Regions from separate parts of the Oryctolagus cuniculus genome. Here region 1 is linked to region 2. The links are chromatin contacts, called in public Hi-C maps. All regions are on one chromosome and are shown on one strand. Each heading gives the region's core, a stretch centred on a gene start, on an enhancer-like site or on the middle of the called end of the contact. The rest is flanking DNA. Distances are from core to core; before and after follow the strand shown. Region 1 overlaps EEPD1 (endonuclease/exonuclease/phosphatase family domain containing 1). Region 2 has its middle 92 kb from the start of EEPD1.

What was found. A called contact is a pair of places that touch in the nucleus more often than the background predicts.
Region 1: a contact with region 2 is called in a Hi-C map of skin fibroblasts, with 2.7 times the contacts expected there. The contact joins two enhancer-like sites. A contact is called at or near these places in 2 of 6 Hi-C or Micro-C datasets (embryonic fibroblasts and skin fibroblasts).

What each region holds. Positions count from the first base shown.
Region 1 is chr16:26,663,895-26,670,108 of mOryCun1.1, reverse strand. All of the region lies in intron 2 of EEPD1 (endonuclease/exonuclease/phosphatase family domain containing 1), which reads right to left. Among named protein-coding and RNA genes, the nearest start is that of EEPD1, 45 kb to the right of the region's middle. Within about 2 kb of position 1,473, at least 4 of the 8 cell types and tissues checked have an H3K27ac peak or open chromatin away from gene starts, as enhancers often do.
Region 2 is chr16:26,526,609-26,532,874 of mOryCun1.1, reverse strand. No RefSeq gene overlaps it. Among named protein-coding and RNA genes, the nearest start is that of EEPD1, 92 kb to the left of the region's middle. Within about 2 kb of position 3,079, at least 1 of the 8 cell types and tissues checked has an H3K27ac peak or open chromatin away from gene starts, as enhancers often do.

The sequences.
Region 1 (6,214 bases), core at 224-2,723, 140 kb before region 2:
ACTGGAGGCAGCAGCTTTACCCACTACACCACAGTGCCAGCCCCAAAGGGTGACTCTTAACCAGCCTCTCGTTAAAATCCAGTGACAATAAAAGATCAGAAATGCACAGTGAGTTGACATCAACCGACAGAAGGAAGGGAGAACACACAACACCCCCAAGCACCCAGGGCAGACACCTCTCATCAGTCACAGCACACCTACACCGGGCTTGGGCTTGGCACAAAATCCTTCTCGCAGTACTCGCAGCAGCCCCTACCAATGAATCAGAGCAGCAACGAGAAAGAAATGTTCGCTGCCAGCTTGCCCCAGCCTACAGGGTAGCCTGCATTGCTTTTTGGCAGAACTGGATGCCTTACCAGTGAAATGAATTTGATTTAGCAACGGTGAATGTAACAAACGGAGTAAATAGCCTTGAAGTCAAAAAGACCTTGAATCAAAGCTCCTTGCCTTTGAGTGAGTTAGGGATGCTTCTTACACGCCCACACAGAACTCCCGCTTCAGCATGTGTACTGACCCACTGTAACCCCAGCCCACTCTGCACAGCAGGCACTGTTATTACCCCCAAGCTATGATGAGAACGCTCCGCACAGAATGGCTGCCCTATTTGCCCAAGGCTGTACACCTGCGATTTGAGCCCAGGCTAGCCCTGAATCTGTGCTCTTGTCTCCCAGTAGGGGTCCCCAGGCTGCTGTGGGGCCCACCGAAGCTTCCAAGAGTCCTTACTCTGTAGAGGGGCTGTGGGCTGAGGAGTGTGCATTCCTAACAGGCACTGGCCCAGGAACCACACTTGGAGAACCACTGCTTTATGCAAAACTGGCTCACATGGAGGTAAGCTCACAGAACTCACGGACCTAACAGAAAAGAACACAGTTCCCAGTACAGCTCAGGGGCCACCAGTACCCTTGTCCTCCTTCTACAGCAGGTGCGGTAAGGGCATCAGCCAGCAGGGGCAGGCCTCTACCACATCCTCCCCCAAGCACTGGGCAGCCAGTGCTGACCACTCAATTCCAGGGAAACAGGACACCCGCCCTCCATCACCCAGTTCCAGTCCATCAGCGTGAGTAAACCTCAACAGAGCCTCAGGTGGGCCTGCCTTCCATCCCACCAAAAACAGAGAGGCACACACATGGCAGCACACACGTGGCATTCTGCCTGCCTGCATATCAGCACTGAACCTGCGCCAGTCTTGCCCACTGATTCTACAGGGCTGCTATGAGGGGTAACACAGGCCCCAATTTATTTTGAGCACACAGTCTCCCCAGCTGGAGAACTTATCAGTCCATGGGTGAGCTTGCCCTGTCCGGGCCCCATCCAGTCACACAGGGAACTGGCATCAGGGTCGCCTGTGAACTCGAGTAACCTGGTCCCGCTGGCCCAGGTCCAGCCCCAGGCAGACAGCGCATTCGGGTCACTAGGATTCACACTTCAAAAGGAGGAACACGCTGATGAGATAAAAATAAAAGCTGCTGAGTACAGAGGAGGCGTGGCATTCCTGGAGGACAGCAAGCCGCGGGCAGCACTGCCTCTGCTCTGCCCTGTGCTGGTCAAGGGCCTTCAGTGGACAAAAGGCAAAAGCCTCACTTCCTGTGTGGGTTTAAAAAAAAAAAAAAACCCTGCACGGAGAGGCCAGCTGCAGAGTCCATTCACCTCTGCGCCCTGCTGATTGTTCCCCCAAGACTTCAGGATGCACTGGACAGGAACATTGTGTAAACAAACAGCACTCAGGCGCACACATCCTCACTGCACTTGTAGGCAAACTGGTCTTGTTTCAGATTTCAAAGCAAGAAACGGTGGCTACAGGCAGGAAAGAAATCGAGGCCACTTAGCAGCAGGCTCCGGGGCTGGGGTCCCTCCCACGTGCCCCTTCCTAAAAACTTTGTCTTTGGGACCAACTCTTCCAGATGCGCGGCTCCTTTATTCCTGATAAGCCGAAGCTTCTGGGCTCCAGAGCCCTCTCCCGTGAGCACCTGGTAGGATTTCAAGCAAGTGGCCTTACCTGTCTGGGCTGTCGGACGGACACACCAGGTGGAGAAGATCTAACCCCAAGGGATCGTGTTCAGGCTGTGTGTCCCTCCCACCCCATTTACCTGCCTAGCAACGTCTCCCCATTCTGCATCTGACTGCTGGAACATCCCTCCTCTGAGGACCTCCCCCACCACAACACCTTGAACAGGTTCGGGTGCTTCTCCGGTTTCACAGCCCTGCTCACAACCCCACCACTGCTCTGCCCGTGCTGGCTCCAGGACTGTTCTCTCCCGACATCTGAGCTCCCCAGATACAGGACCTGGATGTGAATCAGAGCCGGGCACCCACCACATCCTCAATAAATGCCTGGTGAGGGGCTGGTGATTCCTGCCTCCCACACAGTTTTAGGTGCAACATACTGCTGTTGTGTAAATGGAAAACCCTAGGAAAATGTAAAGAGTTATTACCACCCATAACTTACTCAGGTTTAAAGCTCTCTCATTTTTTTAGGTGAACGCTACCCAGATCCTATAACAAATGATGCAGGCCAGGCCTGGGCTACACCCTGGAAGATTTCCAACCTGGCTTCCAGGGTGAATCCGTCCCATATGGCAGCTCAGAGCCACACGTGGCCGTCAGGCACCTGTACTGTGGTGAGTCTGAATTCAGATGGGCTATCTCACTTGGGTAAAATATATGCCAGATTTTAACAAGTTACACAAAAGGAATGTAGAACCTTCCCTTAATAATTTCTATATTGATTATGGGCATAAATGCTCACAGTTTGGATATGCTGGATGAAATATACACTATTAAAATTAGTCACCTGCAACACTGGCATCCTATGTGGGCACTGGTTTGTGTCCCGACTGCTCCGTTCCTGACCCAGCTCTCCGCTAACGCCCTGGGGAAAGCAGCAGAAGATGGTCCAAGTGCTTGGGCCCCTGCTACCCACGAGGTAGACTCGGGTGAAGCTCCTGGCTCCTGGCTTCAGCCTGGCCCAGTGCTGGCTGTTGTAACCATCTGGGGGAGTAAACCAGCGGATGGAAGATCTCTCCCTGTCTCTTCCTCTCTCTCTTTCAAACAAATACATAAATATTTTTTAAAATATCAAAGTTAGTATCACTTTTAAAAGCATGCACCCAGAACATTAAGGTCACAGCACTGTACACATGGCCTGCCCAGCAGTGCAGCCCGAAGAGACCTTCTCACTGCTGAGGATTCCTAAGATAAAATCCTGCTTGCTGGCTCGTTCTGGTCAGGGAGTCTGCCGTGTTGTCACTCAGCTTTCAATCAAGCTCCTTCCCCGGGCAGGACTCGGGTAGATCAGCTGGCACGGGACAGCAGGCTCTGTGTCGCCTGGGCCTCCGTGCACACAGGGCCAGCGTGTGAACGTAAGATGCTGGCAGCTGGAGCTCATTGTCCTCACAGATGCCTGCCCTTATTTAGGTCAGTGGCCCCATTACCCCAGAGTCCGGGGGAAGGTTTCCATGGGGTTTTGTCTGTGCCACTCTTTGCTACTCTTGTCTCCTCTCTGCAGAAAGAGCGACTTTGCAGAGGCACTAAAGCTGTACAAACAGCCAGGGACCTGGTTTCCGTGTGCGGCTCCTCCCCACCCCCACCTCCCAGCAGAAAGCTCTGCACACTTTGGGGATCTCTTACCAGGCGCCACAGTTAAGTACGTAATTCAAACTCTAACGCCGCTTCACCTGGGGAGAGGAGACGCTTACCAAGCTTTCTAACCAGGGCTTTCCAGACTATGCCTAGGACCACGTTCTCATCCTTCCTAACAGCACCAAGACCCACACCCAAAGGCCACATGGGCACCTGAAAGCCACCCCCACTTCCCACAACCTGAGGGCCAGGATCAGAGCAGAGACGCCTCCCCAGGACAATCGGCACCACTGGGGTCGGAAGGGGCTGACCAAGGTGTCTGGACAGAAATGAGTTGGGACCACTGCCCTGGCTTTCTGCTCAGCTAACTCATCCCCACTGTCTAGTAACGATGCCAAGATGATCTTCTTCCCCGGGGCCTGGAGAGCAAGAACTAGGATTCATGCATCCCTACATAACCAGCATCCAGGAAGTCATCAACAAACACCTGCTACACTGTCCATTACAGAAACTCCAGGGGGAGGTACTCAGAGCAAAGTGGCAGCTCCAGGCCCTGCCTCCCAGGTGAGCCCCACGGGTCTGCGGGACTCTGGACATCTGCAGACTTGACTCTGCTGTGATCCTCATTGCATTTCAGGGACAACTGCAAAGATCCCAAAGGGCCAATAGCCCTGAACCACACGGGGGCTCCAGGTCCACGCCTCCCTAGGTGGGAAATGACCCCCCAACTGCTCACCCTAATGCCAAGAGGGTGCCTGGGGCATGACGGATTTCACCCTCCAAGACCGACTCACCACTAGTACAATCCACCATGTTTACCAACACCACTTTCCTCCTCTCCGCTCAGCCAGCAAATGTTTACAGAACAAGCACCCCACGTACAACACCGAGTGACCAGAAGACATACGAGAAGCAGTTCTTGCTCACAAAGAGTTTTCAGAATAAATCAAGAGAACAGCATTAACCCACATCACGAAACAAAGTTCCCTGGGCCAGAAGTGCCCACATTCAGCCGCCACTGAGGAGCTACCTGCTCAACCTTCATAGGCCACCACAAGGCCACCCCCAACCCCAGCAAAAGGGAAGAGAAAAGAGGGACAAGGGACAGAGACTCATTCTAGGAGACATAAGGCCAGAGACGGAGCTTTAAGATCTGAACTCCCTTGACTCAGGACCAACGTATGGGAAAACAAGGGGCAGCATAAAGCTATGGCTATTTTAGGGTTTGCAAAAGACATCTATTTTAGGGGCTGGCACTGTGGCATAGTGGGTAAAGTTGCCACCTGCAGTGTTGGCATCCCATAGGGGCACTGGTTCAAGACCTGGCTGCTCCACTTCTGATCCAGCTCTCTGCTGTGGCCTGGGAAAGCAGTGGAAGATGGCCCAAGCGCTTGGGCCTCTGCACCACATGGGAGACCTGGCTCCTGGCTTTGGATGGGCACAGCTCCGGCCATTGTGGCCAATTGGGGAATGAACCAGTGGACGGAAGACCTCTCTCTCTCTCTTTGCCTCTCCTCTCTCTGTAACTCTGCCTTTCAAGTAAATAAATAAATCTTTCTTTTTTTAAAGAAAAGACATATATTTTAAAAAAGAAAAACTTAAATACAGACAATAAAGGTTAAATGAAAATAACAGCAGTGCCTGTCCCACAGGGCTATATGATAATGCAGTCAGATTATGCAAAAAGCTTAGAATAGTGCTTGGTGCACAGCAAATTCTATAGAAAAGTTAGCATCATCATCATCATCACGGCAGTGGCTACTGCTGCTGCCATCCTAGATGAAACATAATGTCTTTATCCAATGGAACCATTTCAATCCTATTTATAAGTGCATTTTGGAGTAGTGTTTAGCCTACAGTGCAAGACACCCACATTGCACATTGAAGTGGCCTGGCTCTGGCTCTGGCTCCTGACTCCAGCTTCCTGCTAATGTACACCTGGGAGGCAGCAGTGATAGCTCAAGTAATGGAGTCCCAGCCACCCACATGGGAGACCTGAACTCAGTACCCAGCTCCCAGCTTTGGCTCTGGCCTGGCCCCAGCTATTGTGGGCATTTGGAGAGTGAACCAATGGATAGTAGCTCTCTTTCTGTCTCTCAAATTAAATTAAAAAATAAATTTAAATAAATTTAAACATAAATAAAAAGGACATTTAGTGACACAAGGAAACAATGAACTGTTACTGAATTTTTAAAAAGTGGTTTATAAAACTCTACATCAGCACAATCTCAATTTTGCCCAAATGAACAGATTCGGGCACAGGAAAGGCCAGGCAGTGGACTTGCAGAGGGCCCACGCGGTTATTCCCAGGGTTGCATTATGCGCAATTCTTCTTCATTATTTTTGCTTTTCACAGTGAACTCTGATATTTTTTCTAATGAAGCAGTGAGAGAGTGGCGGCTTTTGGTCCACTGCCTAATTTTCCTGACACCAATTGGCTGGTTTCCTTTCGCTCCTGAAAGCAAGGGTCCAGGTCCGTTTTTACTGCCATGTTCCTAGCCCACTACACAACAGGGTCACTCCCACGAGGCAGCTTTTTGAACAATGATACAGTCTCTCTGTAACTGCTAATTACCTCTGAGCCTTTCAGGTGAGTCTAAAGGAAAGTGCTTTACAAACCCCCATGTCTGCTTTG
Region 2 (6,266 bases), core at 1,830-4,329:
CATTCCAGCATATGTGTGCTGACCCACAGCCGCGAGCAGTCTCCCAGCAAGTCGGCGGCGTCATGGTTAGTGTGAAGGTGCTTTAAAAAGCTTATGGACAAATAGAATTCAAAGACGCATTTATTTTGGGACAAAAAAATTTTGAAATTCAAGCATGCGAGGGATCGTCAAATAGTTCATGGGAGATACGTATTGTGAAGAAACTGCATGATTTCTCCACCAAAGGAAACATTTTTAACTTGATTTTCCCATTAATTTTTTGAAGCACCCTCCAACAATATAGCCTTAGTATTTCCAAATTTGCTTTTTCCCTTAAAAGGAAAACATAAAGCAAAAACTAAGGCAAAAGAAGAGACTCTTCGGAGTCAAAAGGGAAATTCAGATTTCACTGCAGCCTCCAGAAACTTCTGAGCGCTCTGCAGTTGTGGCCATTAGGAAAAGGGCAAACGGTAGAAGCCTTTAGGGGCCGGCACCGCGGCTCACTAGGCTAATCCTCCGCCTTGCGGCGCCGGCATACCGGGTTCTAGTCCCGGTCAGGGCACCGGATTCTGTCCCGGTTGCCCCTCTTCCAGGCCAGCTCTCTGCTGTGGCCAGGGAGTGCAGTGGAGGATGGCCCAAGTGCTTGGGCCCTGCACCCCATGGGAGACCAGGAGAAGGCTCCTGCCTTCGGATAGGCACAGTGCAGCGGCCATTGGAGGGTGAACCAACGGCAAAGAAGACCTTTCTCTCTGTCTCTCACTGTCCACTCTGCCTGTCAAAAAAAAAAAAAAAAGCCTTTAGGACAGTGCTGACCGTGGGATATTTCTTGGAAACTGGATATTTGTTTATTTGAAAGGTGAGAGACATCCTTCATTTGTTCATTCTCCAAAAGGCCACAACACCTGGAGCTGGGCCTGGCCTAAGCCGGGAGCCTGGACCTGCCTCCATGTCTCCCACATAGGTGCAGGAGCCCAAGTACCTGGGCCATCTTGGCTGCTTTCCTAGATGCATCATAGGAAGCTGGATTGGAGGTGGAGCAGCCGGCCAGGAACCAGTGCCCATATGGGTTGCCGGCACTGCAGGCAGCAGCTAACCCACTGTGCCACAGTGCAAGCCCCGAGCAGTGGAAAATCTCAGAGGTGATTTCAAGTGAGCAGGCGACAGAGCACCGTGAGTCATGAGTCCTGGAATAAGTTCTTCTACCCCCAAAGCCCCTGGTTTCCCTTTCTGTATAATGGGATCCTTGTAGATAACACCTGTGACTCACATACCTGTGGCATGTGTTAGGAGTCAACAAGTGTTAGGTATTCATTTAATATTGAAACTAAGACGTTTTGATACTTTCAGTCCTATCACTGAAGCTAAAAATAAGTTTTACTAAATGCAAATATGACCATCAGGAATTATCATTTCATTAAAACTATTTATTAAATGCATCATTTAAATGCTATGATTCACATTCACTTAGCATTTGCGTTATCTGTTTATCTGCCGACTGACAGCAGCAGGATCAGCTGTCACTGGATAAGCAGCTGACCTTGAGTCTTTTCTATGAACTCATTTCCTGCAGCGTGGAGAACAGCAGCCAGGACTGGCTCCAAGTCCCCGATCTGCTGTGAAACTCCTTCACAGAGGTGCTTTGAATGGGAGTCTGAGAGCGTCCAGATTCCACCGGGCCATGGTTTGGATGTGTTTTGTCCCCAGCAGTCCACATGTGGGGGTGTTGAAGTGGCGCGACCCTTTAAGAGGTGGGACCTGCTTGGGGGGTGGGGTGGTGGTGGTCTCGGTTTGCTCCATTAACCGCTGTGCCTACCTACTGAAGAGCCAACTCTCTTTGGGGTCAGCAAGCGAGTGTAACACACACGTGGACATCTTAAAGACAGAAAGAGTGAGACTGCTGTAAATTTTGTTAATCTGGTCCTGGCGGGGGGAGGTGTCACTGCGAGGTGAGTGGGTGCTGGCCTGCGTGGGAACCCGCAGACCACCTTGGGCGGTCAGTTGTTGCACAAAGTCCAGCCGCGGGCAGCCGCTGGATTGCCTTGCTGTGTTGGAGGGACTAGGGGAACAGGACAAAGCGCTGCGGCTCTGGCCTTGGGTCCCGTAGAGACGAGAAACCGCCACCAGAGGCAGAGAGGAGGACACCACGCGGGGAAGAAAGTCGTTCAGAGGAGAGCTGACCTTGACCTAGGATTCAGAGAACTCGTCAAGGCTTTGGACCCCTGCAGTCTGTGGGAAAGGACCTGGATCCGTCTCCTCTGGCTCTCATGGGTCCCGAGACGCCAGCGGACTCCTGGATTAGAACACGCAGGCTATAACCCCCCCACCTTTCACCTGGGGCCGTCTCCTGCTGGCACTGCGGTAATACGTCACACGGCAGACCCCTCCCACCGGAAACGGCCGCTTCTGGGGGGACCCCATGGAGCCAAGGCTGATGAAACCCCACGACGCCACTAAAACCCGCAGAGCTCCAGGAAGCAAAGACGACGTCGTGAGTCAGAGGAAGGTCAGCCTTCTGAAGCAGCCCCAGCCCAGATAGCTGAAGGCACTCGGGGTCTTTGAGTGCCCTACAAACTCATGAGGGTGAAGAAGTAGACTGGGAGTTCTTGGGATGGACCTTTGTATGAGTACTGAGTGTTGGAGGCCTGGCCACCTGCAAACAGTCGTGCAATGAGGAGGATTTATTCATTCAAGTCCAAAGCGAAGCTATCCCATGGTCCTTAATACTGCAGCAAACGCCTGCCTCATTCGCAAGGACCATTCGCCATCCCAGGTGCACCCTGTTTTATTTAAGCAGCGTCCTCTGGATGCCAAGATTAGGGGCTGGAGCTAACTCAGCTGTTCCTACCATAATGGGGATCGGAAAAATCTAAATAATTGATATCCATAGATGGGATACAGTGATTTCAATCCACTTATCTAACCCTTGCTACAGATGGTATTGGACGAAGTCCATGATTTTTCATCCTTTCTCCTTTCCTCTACTTTTCTGAGAAAATGGAATGGGAGGGTGGCAGAAAAATAATCATCCAGAAACAGGGTGCCCAGCTGCCGCGGCGCCCGGACGCACCCATGCTGCGCAGTGTCAACATCCTTATTAAGCCAAGAGCTGTGTTTTTGGCAGGTGTTTGTTGATATTAGATGACATCTGATGCAGCACTAATGGAGTGCTTGTTCTTAAACTCCACAGCCAAGGAGGCATATGCAGTTTGGCGGGGGGGAGGGAGGAGCTGATATATATTTCCATATGTTACATTTATTTAATGCTTCCATTGTAAGATTCTTAACTGAAAAGCTCTTCAACACCCATTGGCCCACTGTAGCCCAGAACGACTGACGTGAGTGTGACCTTTGGAACACTTGGAGTGTTTGCCAAGTATGTGCAAGCAGAGGGAGAGGAGGCGAGCCACCCCGATGCTGCGTGCGCCTTCCCAGCCCACCATCTGCGGGCAAGTGCCCTGGTTCTGAGAGCAAGTCCCATAGCACTGGTGGGGCTGGGGCTGGCGTTTGGCGCTTTCTGGGGTGCAGGAGGAGCTTAAGCTTAACCTGCTCGGGGTGTAGAACTGTCAGGTTTACAAACTGGGGGAAATTATGTGATTTCCCTGGTTTGATCCCTGTGTGGTAGGCACAGCTGGTTCTATTATCCCAATTTTACAAAATAGGCTACTGAAACAAGGGTTGCAGAAATTAGTTCAAGTTCATAGACCAAATTCAGAGCCATGCTCTAAGCCTGTCTTCCGACTGCAAGCCCAGTGCTGCCTCGATCCCCCTCTTCATTACTCGCTGCCGTCCTCAATGAGGAGGACACATATTGACCCTCTTCTCTGCTACTCCGACCCTTTATCTAACTATGAATTCCTCTCTGACTCATTTTTTAAATTCTGGTAAAATATACATGACATAAAACTTACTGTCCTAATTGCTTAAGTATACAGTGATAGTAAGTACATTCACTTTGTTGTACAAGAGCATACACTATTCTTAACTATTCAGTAGATTTAAAATAAAAGCAATAGAGAAATTCTGGGTTTTAGAATTCATCATGTTCCCTTTTTATAAGACGAATGGAAATACGTGTCCTTAATATTCACAAGGCAAAGATCCTGGTCTAAGCTGTCCTCCTGCTCAGACCCCTCCCTCCCGGGCTCCCTGCCCCAGCCTGCCCTCCAGCCCTGCTGGGTCAAGGCCAGACAGCACTGTCTTGGCCATGTTGGTCCCTGGACCTAACACACTGGTGAAGGTTTTGGGAGGAAAGTCTGTGTCGCTCTTTCTATGGCAGAAGCTGATGCTCCTTAGGTCAGTATCCATGAATCCCGATGCAGAAATGCCAGGGACCCAACGCTGCCACACCCCTTCCCAAGCCCCTTCCTTGCCGCCTTCAAGTGGAAGCCCAGACAGCTGAAGAGCTCACCTTCACAGTCTTTCTCGCAGCTATGAATGACTTCAGGAGAAGCGTTTGCTTTTCTTATAAAAAGGACAGAAGCAACACAGTCTTCTGTCGTGACCGAGCGTGGGATACCAGGAACTATGCTGCCCTCTTGTGACTATGAAGCTATGAAGCAACAAGCGTGAAATGGGGACAGTTAAGCTCCTGCACCTACCTCCAAACCCCTTAAATGAGAGAAATAGGAGAAATAGTCCTTTGTTTAAGCTTCTGTTGGTTTTTTGGAAGATTCACTAACTGAATACACCCTGTATCCAAACCTATAAATAAACAGATAAAACCACTATGCTACCAAAAGGATTTAGTCACTGATACTCATATCAACGCACACTGACATGCGAGGGCCAAGGCTGACGGTGGAATTCTGTAATAGAGAATTAGGCTGACAGTACCTAACTCCCTGATCAGACTCAGTGTCACAAAAGAGCAACAAGCAGACAGCCATGTGCGCCTGGGGTGTGCAAGCACGAGCACACAACACTACTTACCAAAGTTTTCACAGACTCAACCGGAATCTGAACTGATCACCAGGCTGCAGGAAATTCGAGGGAACTGGGCACAAGCTAAACACTACCACAGAAGTCACTGGGAAGATCCAAAGTGTGGGAAGTTCTAGAACGTATCATGATTCGTCAACAGATAGAGGGTAAATGTATCTCAAAAAGTCTGTGGAAAAAAGGAATTAAAAGGAACATAGGCCGGCACTGCGGCTCACTAGGCTAATCCTCTCTGCTGTGGCCCAGGAAGGCAGTGGAGGATGGCCCAAGTGCTTGGGTCCCTGCACCCTCATGGGAGACCAGGAGGAAGCACCTGGCTTCTGGCTTCAGATCGGCGCAGCACCGGTCGTAGTGGCCATTTGGGGGGTGAACCAATGGAAGAAAGACTTTCTCTCTCTCTCACTGTCTAACTTTGCCTGTAAAAAAAAAAAAAAAAAAAAAAAGGAACATAATTCTGGTGCAGAAAAATTTGAAATCCATGCATATGGAGTGTCTTCAAAAACTGTCTTCATGGAAAATGAGTATTATGAACAAGCTAAGCATGCATTTCGAAAAAGTTTTTGCATTAAAATGAGCTCACCACGGGGCAGCTGTGGTACCGTGGTTAAACCACTGCTCAGATGGCTGCGTGTCACGTCAGAGTTCCACCTCCACTCCCACCAAGCTGCCTGCTGGTGAATATCCTGGGAGGCCACAGGTGTCTGGATCTTTACCACCCATGTGGGAGACCAGGATGGAGCTCCAGGCTCCTGGCTTCAGCCTGGCCCAGCCCTGGTTATTGCAGTCATTTGGGAACTGGATCAGTGGATGGAAGAGCTCACTCTTTTTCTGTTTTGCTTTTGCCTTTCAAAATCAATAAATAGGCCGGCACCACGGCTCAATAGACTAATCCTCCGCCTTGCGGTGCCGGCACACCGGGTTCTAGTCCCGGTCAGGGCGCCGGATTCTGTCCCAGTTGCCCCTCTTCCAGGCCAGCTCTCTGCTGTGGCCAGGGAGTGCAGTGGAGGATGGCCCAAGTGCTTGGGCCCTGCACCCCATGGGAGACCAGGAGAAGCACCTGGCTCCTGCCTTCGGATCAGTGCGGTGTGCCGGCCGCGATGGCCGTTGGAGGGTAAACCAACAGCAAAGGAAGACCTTTCTCTCTGTCTCTCTCTCTCTCTCACTGTCCACTCTGCCTGTCAAAAAAAAAAAAAAAAAAAAAGGCAAAATCAATCAATAAAAATAATCAATGTGAAAAAATACACTTACCTTTTAATTCAGTTTTCTATGAACTTCTGGAAGTCTTGCAGGATAAGGGGGAAAAAGAGGAAATCTACTGAGTTAACAGGGGCCGGCACCTGTGGCTCAGG